Regions from separate parts of the Rattus norvegicus genome. Here region 1 is linked to region 2. The links are chromatin contacts, called in public Hi-C maps. All regions are on one chromosome and are shown on one strand. Each heading gives the region's core, a stretch centred on a gene start, on an enhancer-like site or on the middle of the called end of the contact. The rest is flanking DNA. Distances are from core to core; before and after follow the strand shown.

Region 1 (4,720 bases), core at 799-3,298, 48 kb before region 2:
TTAGAGCTGAGCATGGTGCCACTCGGCTGCAGTCCCAGCTGAGGCAGGAGGATTGCAAGTTTAAGGTCAGCAGGGAGGGAAGTGGGCAGGGATAAAGAGGTACAGCCAGGCATGGTGGTGTACTTCTGAAATGCCAGCACTTGAGAGATGAAGACAGACGAGATTTTCAAGTGCACGCCAGCTTGGAAGTAGAAACTGCCCCGTTTCGCTATTTGCTCTGTTTAGCAAGGAGGCCGATTTCTATCGCAGCGACCCGAACCTCCTCTTCCACCTCCCTTCCCCACCGGCAGGTGCTCATCTCCATTAAGAGATGGATGCCGTGGGGTTGGGGATTTAGCTCAGTGGTAGAGCGCTTGCCTAGCAAGCACAAGGCCCTGGGTTCGGTCCCCAGCTCCGAAAAAAAAGAAAAAGAAAAAGAAAAAAAAAAAAAAAGAGATGGACGCCGTGGTTCATCCTGTGGTTCCATGGTCCTGCTCATTTGGCAAGTTTCTTCTTTCTTTGTGCTTTTCTCCCATTTTGGCAAGTTCTTTATGTGCAAACAGAGCTAGTTTGCATGAAAAGCTTAACTAAGCAGAGCCGTGCGCTGGGTACCCGGGAGCTGGGAACACTTTACAGTTGGCTTTGTCTTAGTTCTGTTTTTGTAGTTCGGGATGGCCTCCTGTACAGCCAAAGACGAGTGGATTCCTTATTCCCCTGCCTCCCCCTCCCCCTCCCCCTAGAGTGTTAGAATTGCAGGCATGCACCATTATCCCTGTTTTTTGGAAAGGTAAGGATCAAACCCAGAACTTCATGCATGCTAGGCAAACATTCTACGACCTGGCCCACAGGCCCGGACCTACTCTTGGCTTTTGTAACCAGATTCCTCATTTATGGGTTCAGTCAAATGCATGTCAAAAACATTCAAGGGAGGGCCATTGAGATGGCACCACATGACCTGAGTTTTACCTTCAGGAGCCAAATAAAGGTGGGAGGAGAGCACTGACTCGGCATAGCTGTCCTCTGATGTCACTCACACACGCATTATCCCGGGCTGCACCCCACAGGTGTCTGTGAAGTTGGGGGGGGGTTCTCCTCATCCTGTGACCTTCCCCAGAATGCTTCAAGCTCTCCCCACACATGCTTACAGTTTCTTACCGGCATGGCTTTGTTTGCATCCCGTACCTACGACACTGAGTTGTCAGAAACAGTCCGATTTTCGGAATGAAGTGATGGATGAAGCTTGGAGCCCTGGTCCCACAGCCAAGGGGGTGAGATGGTCGGTTGTTTCTAACTCTCAGCTCTCCTGCCTCAAGCCTTTAAAACTACTTGGCGCACCACCACACCGAGATCACAATAAAGATTTCAACTCTGACCTCTCTGATGATAAACTTGTGTGTTCTCAGCTGCATCAGGGGCCCAAAATCCCGACCTGGAACTACCCCAAGTTTGTCCTAGGTCTCAACTAGACGTGGTGACACAGACCTGTAATCCTGTAATCTTAGCAGAAAGTGAAGGCAGGTCAACCCTAAATTCAAGGCCATTCTCAGATACATACTGAAGCTGAGACCAGTCCAGACTACATGAGACCCTGTCTCAAAGTGGGGTGGTGGGGATGACAAGAGGGGTCCCAGATCTCATGTGGGGGTGGGGTGGGAATGAAACCACACAGCACCATTTTGCATGCTGCAAATGTCTACAACATGCATTGGCTTCAAAGAGCAGAGTAGGCATGGACGTCAGAGACTTGTGTCTACCTGAGTGGGTCAGAGCAGCTGGGCTGGATCCCTTCCCTAAGGAGGCAGGGTTTCTCTGTGTAGCCCTGGTTGTCCTCTAACTCAGGTATCTGTCTCTACCTCCCGAGTGTTGGGATTAAAGGCGTGTGCCACCACACCCGGCTGCAACTTTTGTGTTTTAAGAGCAATTTACAGCAAATTCCTTGTGGGGTCCTGTTAGTCCATACTGCAGACAGATGAGAACCTGGGGTCCGGAATGTGTTCCAGGCCTAGTGAGAGATCAGAGTTCGAGCGGAGCTGCTGCAGGCAGGGGGCGCCGGGAGCCAGCCAATGCCACTCCCGGCTGCCGCAGTGTTTGAAGACCTGGTTCACCACAAACCACAGAGGACCCAGGGAGAGCATGCGGGGAGACAGGGACCCGGCTTTGTGCCAAGATCATCCCCCTCCACCCACCCTCCCGCGCTAGATGGACTTACACCCCCTGGGAAAGTGCTTTCAGACCTCTCGGCGACGTCTTGCTTGTAGAAGCCACACAGGAGAAGACTAGAAAAAGAGGCCCTTCTAGCAAAATGAGCTAGGCAGCGCCACCTGTTGCGAATCTAGCGATTAACTGAGAAGAAAAGGAGCTGCGGAGATCGCCTAGGGGTTAATTACACCAGGATGATGATCCCCATGATTCCTTTTTACTTCTGGCCCGTGATCCTTATTCTCGGTTCGCGATGATCCGGAAACACAGCAATCTGGATCCCTACTGCTGCCGCTATTCATGGGGTGTAAACGCCCCCCTCCCCCGCCCGAAAGTAGGGAGTCACACTCTTAGCCCTCCTAAATTCTCCCTACCTGGGAACCGCAGCTAAACGGTACCTTTGTTACGGTACCATCAGCCTTAGAAGACTCCAGGGACTATTTCCTACAAAGAAGGATGCTGTTGGGGCGTGCTCAGAGGTAATATTGTCCAGTCTGTGCTGTTTTGGACTGAAATACTACAAGAGGCTACAAAGCAAACCAAAGCGCAAATCTCTTAATCCAAGCGAAGGTTCAGGCTCCTAGCACCCAATCAGAAGATCCGGTTCCTTGGGGCTGTGAGGTTGCGGGTAGCCTGATAGGAAATCCCTCTCTTTTAACTCCACTAGGAAAACCACCTTGAGAATACCAATCTGCTTTTGCTCCTCCTTCGGCTTTCGTGTCTGTAGAGTGGCTCCTCCGCTCAGCCGGTCTACTCACACCGTTCTGTTTTACAGAACCAGATGCTGCCCCACTCCTGAACATGCCTGAGCCCATGCTGTGTCTTCAGCGCGTCCTAGCCAGTGGCACACAAAGTTATACAGCAAAGGAAAGTAGGGACTAGAAGGCAGGGGAGTAGTAAGGGAAGGAGGGATGGGAGGAAAGACAGAGGAAAAGGCTATTCGACAACAGCAGGGGACAATAATCTGAGATGTCTGTGCTACGGACACCCCTCCTCCCACCTTTCTGGATCTGATAACCCACTGCAGCAGTGGTCCTGATGCTGCACCTCACTACTAAGTCTGTTGTCTACAGTGTGCAGACAGCTTTCCTGAGCTCAGCACAAAATGGAGGACTCCCTTTCCTTAGCCGGGCTTCTTCTCTGCCTGACAAGGGGAGCCCAGACTACACTCTACCTGGGGAATGTTACTGTAATCCTGGAGAAATTACAGGCTCAACTCCCTGGAATCCCTCTGTATGTAAATGAGGTATCTTCAGTACCTTAAGCCTCAGCTAGTGAAACTACACCCTGAGAAGAAGCCCTTCCCACTCTCCAGGTTCATATCTCCTTGGTTCACCCCAAATAAAGTGTTTAAGCCTGGGGTTGGGGATTTAGCTCAGTGGTAGAGCGCTTACCTAGGAAGCGCAAGGCCCTGGGTTCGGTCCCCAGCTCCGGAAAAAAAAAGAACCAAAAAAATAAATAAATAAAAAAAATAAAGTGTTTAAGCCCACCCATTAATTTATACACAAGCTAAGATTGCCTCAGAGAGCTGTTTCATTGAAGATTGTAGGAGAAAGCCTCTGCCTACACACACGCACACGCGCGCGCACACACACGCACACGCACACACGCACGCTCGCGCACACGCACGCATGCACACGCACACACGCACGCTCGCACACACGCATACGCACACACGCACGCATGCACACACACGCACACGCACGCACGCAACGCACGCACGCACACGCACGCATGCACACACACGCGCACACACGCGCGCACACACGCACGCACACGCACGCACGCACACACTCCCAGCTGCTGACCGGGATCCTGCAGGCCCCACTCATTCCAGACTCTGCTTCATCCTTCCAGCCTGGTGTACTGCGGCATCTGGACACCCTGAAGGGGAGGAGACGGAGGCCACCACACCCTTTGGCATATATGGAGGGTAAAGAAACTCACCCAAACCTACCAATTCCTCAGCTGGAAAACCCATAAATCCTCAGGCTTCTCTTGAAATCCCACTAATCCTCCACTCTGGAAATTTCCACCATGGAAAACTCTACCCCAAGAAACCCTGTATAAATCTGTCTCTTGCTCAGCTCTTTGGGGCTTCCCACCTAAGCAGAGGCAGCCACCCTCCGGGTCTTTCCCAATAAATCTCTGTGTAAGATTTCTTGTATGGCGTGACTATATGATATTCCTTGGCTCCGGACTGTCAGAATACCTTTCCCCCTCAGAACGACCACACTTCTGTTGGAAAAGCCTTTCCCCTCAGAGTGGCGGCATTTCTGCTGGGGAAGTCTCTTCCCTCAGAGCTGTGACACAATGTCCTTCTTACTCAGGCCCAGACCCTCTTCCCCAACACACAAGGAAATAAAGAAATGTCCTTTTTAAAAAGTTTGCTGGGTGTTGGTGACTCATGCCTTTTTGAAATCCTAGCACTGGGGAGGCAGAAGTAGGTGGGTCTCTGAGTTCTAGGCCAGCCTGGTCTACAGAGTGAGTTCCAGGACAGGCTACAGAGAGAAATCCTGTCTGGAAAAATTTTTTCATTTAA
Region 2 (4,167 bases), core at 452-2,951:
TTGGGAGTGCGTGCGTGCGTGCATGCTTGCCTGCACGTTATATGCTGGCAGTCTCTAAAGTAAGATGACAAGATGGACTACCAGGACCAGGACGTGCTTCTCCAGTTATTGGATGCAGTGCTGAACCCTAGGGTTCTCCTGGATCCTGCTCAGCTTTCCTTTCCACTGAACCCTGATGCCTTTTGTTTTAAACAGTTGGCTGGTTAGTGGACCTGTAGTCCAGCCCCTGGCAGCAGGGACGGCGGCTTCTGGTTGTAGAGTCTATGTCCTGAGAAAGGGGGCAGTCCAAGTTGATCAAAGTTCCAACTCTTCCAAGGCTTCAGTCATAGGGCATTTCAAACTAGCAGCCTGGGATTCCTGAGCCAAGCTTGTGAATAGTCTTATGGGAAACTGGTTCTTGTCTCTTAGTAAGGCCTTCCTTTCATAACGTGTTCATTTCAAGGGGACATGAGAAACTGACTGACCCAAGAGCATCGTGTTTTTATTAAAAAAACAAAAACAAAAACAAAAACAAAAAAAAACAAAAACCTATTTTTATGTGTAATTTTGTGGTGCTGGAGTTTGTGCTTTACATCTGAGCTATGTTCCCAGGTCTGTGTGTTCCGTAATTATCAAGCACATCTCTTACATCAGGCCAGCTTCTAGAAGTTCTGTCTCACCAACGAGAAACTATCTCATAGGCCAAACACTAACAAATCAGTCAAGTTAGTCCACCCAACCACCTTCATTTGCCCCATTTACACATTCGGAAGACAAACAGTTGACTTAGCTCTCTCATCAACACTACATACACTCATCAGAAGCTGAGCACGACCTGACAACATGGGCAGTTACATCAGGGCATGATCGAGTGAAACGAGCACTTAGAAACAGGAGGAGGAACAGGAGCCTCGTGTCAGGTATGATATAAACACTCGTGAGACCTTGTCTTTTTTTTTTTTTTTTTTTTTCCGGAGCTGGGGATCGAACCCAGGGCCTTGTGCTTCCTAGGCAAGCGCTCTACCACTGAGCTAAATCCCCAACCCCGAGACCTTGTCTTAAAAACAGTAGGACGGAGCAGAGATGGTGCAGTGAATAAGAGTACATGCGCGAGCGCGCACATACACATCAGGTGGCTCACAATGTCATTGCCGGTTCTAGGGGACCTCTGGCTGCAGTGTTAAAATGTTACCTACATTTTCCGGGTCGTAGTTACAACCTGGTATAACTAACTGTCAAGGATAACTGCCAGAAATTCTATTCTTTTATCATATTAGGGGTCGGGCAGATCGCGTTACCTAGGCATCCCGCAAAGTAGGCGGGTCGCCTTAGATAGCAACCTTTACCCGCTCAAAAATTCGTCTCACATAAGCAGTGAGGACTCGGGCGTCACCCCGAATCGTTATTTTCCTTACTCATAAGTTTAAGGCATAAGGAACCTACCTACACTCCTCAGGGGTAAGAAATTATATTCTTATTACAAGTATGGTGAGTGTTAGATCGTCTGTCTGACTAACAGACTTATTTTCTTGATAGTTCTTTGAGCGGCTTAGGATTTGTATCACTTTAACTCCTCATTTGTAAAAGGAGAAGGGGGGAAAAAGAATCCATAATGCTTCGCACTTCTACATGCAAATTAGAAGCAAGCACCGCAAAGGCTCACGGGGCGGGGCTCCACCCCTTCCGTTTCGAGCTTCGTTTGAGCTGTCGCGAGAGTTGGTCGTTCCGGTGTCGGAAGCTGCTCATAACTCCGGCCGAGGGGCGGGCTCGCTGCTGACGGCCTTTCATCCGCTCTCCGCTACCTTGGCGGCGCAAGATGGCCGATATCTCGCTGGACGAGCTCATCCGGAAGCGCGGAACGGCGACCAAGGGACGGTGAGCGGCTTTTTCCTTTATTCGAGGCTCGTGGGGCTCGCTGTTTCTTGGGATTCGGGGGCGGAGGAAGGAACAGCTTGAGGGTGCGACGCCGCTTGTGCCCGCCCCCTGCGTCCGCCGCGCTTCTTATTGGCCGGGCCGCGCGGGCCCAGCCGCTAGGTAGTCCACTGGCTGCTGGGCCCGGGAGGCCTGGCCCAGGCGAGCTGAGGGCTGGGCAAGGCGGGCCTTGCTTCCCGGGGACGAGGTCTAGGGGACCACCGTGGCGCAGACTCTGCTTGGCCTTTAGGCCCTTGGAGTTGAGTGTGGACGTTGAGCCAAGGAACCCAAAGCTGTACATGGCCAGTTCTGCTGGCTCTCTCACGCCACTGTGGTTAGCCCGACCCGTTTTAAGCTAAGAGCTTTTTCATAAGCGAAGTGCCTTCCTTGCTCTTTCACTAGAATGTCTGTAATGGTTTTTCGTTCGTTTGTTTTCTTGAGACGGGCTCTCACGTAGCCGGCGCAGGCCTCGAACTCGCTGTGTCTCTGAGGAGGGCCTTAAACGCCAGCATCCTCCTCCTCCTCCCATTTCCCAAGTGCTGAGTTTGCTTCTGTTTGAAAAGCTGGCTTCCTCCAGGCTGTCCAGGCTGGTTTCGAACTCTTTATCTCAATCGATCCTCCTGCCTCAGTGTTTTGAGTAGCTGGTGCTCCAGGCACTTCGGTGTTGTTTAATTATCTTACACCCATTTCACAAACTGAATTGGCCTCAGGCAAAGACAGAAAAACAGTTCCAAGAGAGTGCATTGACATTCACTGATGTATGCTCTGGAGTCTTAATTGAGACATTCAGATCCAACAGACTCAAAACATCGGTAGCCATTTCTAGCTTTTATAAATTTGCAATGTGAAAAAGTGGTAACTCGCCTAGTGGTCAGCAAGCATATAGTTGAGCTGCTGTAAATGTTAGGAACTGTTTTCCCAGACTCTTATCTGCTCAGCTATGCCAATCCTTCCCTGTGCTTGTGTCTAGTAAACTCTGTTGTCTCCCATACTGAAACGAAATGATCTCAGCGCCGGCCGCCATCTCTGCCTGGCTTACCAGCTCATATCGTCACCTACCTGTCTTCTGGATCATAAGGAGATAATCTTTGAGAGGTTGACAGCCACGATGATTAAGCCATTTTAAGGTTTTGAGACCTTTTATTAATGGCCAGGCCAAGAGTAGGTCACTTGGTGACCATGGTCAGGGGTGCATTGTTTTTAAAGACAAGACCAATAAAGTCAGTGCTGGGGAGGAGGTCACAGTAGTAAGGAGGTCACTCACATCAGTGAGGAGGTCACTCACTTGAGTGGCCTTGTAACGTGTTTCCTTGCAGAGTTCAGCAGTGTGTTCCAGACACTACATGACATTATCTTATATATACTTCTTCATGGTGATTTTAGTTTCATGTTAAGCTTGCACAGACATCAGGTATATTGGTTCATAACTGCACCAAGGGAGAGTCATGGCCATTGCCAAAGGCGACTGTTGATGGTGGAAGGCTGAGAACTGTTAGACCAGTGGTTCCCACCTTCCTAATGCTGTGACCCTTTAATACAGCACCTCATGCTGTACCGACCCCTTCCATAAAATGATTTTCTTTGCTACTTAATAATTTCCATACTGTTATTTGTAATGAATCTCTGTTTTTCAGTGGTCTTAGATGACCCCTGTGAAAGTGTTGTTCAACCCCATGGGTTGAGAATTGTTAGTCTGGGTGGACACAAAATATGGGACCCATTCATTTTATTAGCACCGCTCTGCTGTTTTCTCATCTGTTGTCTGCGAATACAAGTCTCACAGATCTTCCCTCAGGTAAATGCTGTGGAGTTGGTTCTGGGTTGTCCAGCATACCTGAACCTGTCCAGGCCGTACAGGTTGCTAACTGTTGGTAGGTTCTGCTGTTAGATGTTTCCCCTCGGTTCCTGAGGCCATGCCATCTATAAAACATTGGGTTCATCTTGGAGTGTGCAGTCTTAAGCGAAGCAGTAGGGACAGCTTCAGGGAGGAGAAGACGTTGTGGAGAACAGGTTGTGAACCAGACACACAAACACACACACACACACACACACACACACACACACACATACGTTCCCCCTGCACATAGTGTTCTTGTAATGGTGTTGTTAGAATGTTGTTCAGAGAACTACATGTTTGTCAGCTGTGACATTGCTATGACAGTACTCATCAACTAAAGGGCTCATGGTTTGAGGTAACTGAATGGAGAAGTGAAAGAACAAGAATACACCCTTACAAAGGAGGTGCCCTACTTCCTGCTTGTGGGCCTCACTCCTAAT

What was found. Hi-C and Micro-C count contacts between places; a contact is called where the count stands out from the background.
Region 1: a contact with region 2 is called in a Hi-C map of liver, with 2.8 times the contacts expected there. The contact joins the enhancer-like site here to the promoter of Poldip3 in region 2. A contact is called at or near these places in 5 of 12 Hi-C or Micro-C datasets (the Rat2 cell line, hepatocytes, kidney and 2 more).

Annotation. Positions count from the first base shown.
Region 1 is chr7:116,228,434-116,233,153 of GRCr8, reverse strand. No RefSeq gene overlaps it. Among named protein-coding and RNA genes, the nearest start is that of A4galt, 21 kb to the left of the region's middle. Within about 2 kb of position 2,048, at least 5 of the 93 cell types and tissues checked have an H3K27ac peak or open chromatin away from gene starts, as enhancers often do. A contact at or near this core is called in liver, where this site is marked.
Region 2 is chr7:116,180,834-116,185,000 of GRCr8, reverse strand. It overlaps Poldip3 (DNA polymerase delta interacting protein 3), which reads left to right and starts at 1,701. Exons shown (of 9, transcript NM_001130506.1): 1 at 1,701-1,854. The coding sequence starts at 1,796. It overlaps Rnu12 (RNA, U12 small nuclear), which reads right to left and starts at 1,411; the gene lies at 1,261-1,411. Trnap-agg38 (transfer RNA proline (anticodon AGG) 38) reads right to left here and starts at 1,030; the gene lies at 949-1,030.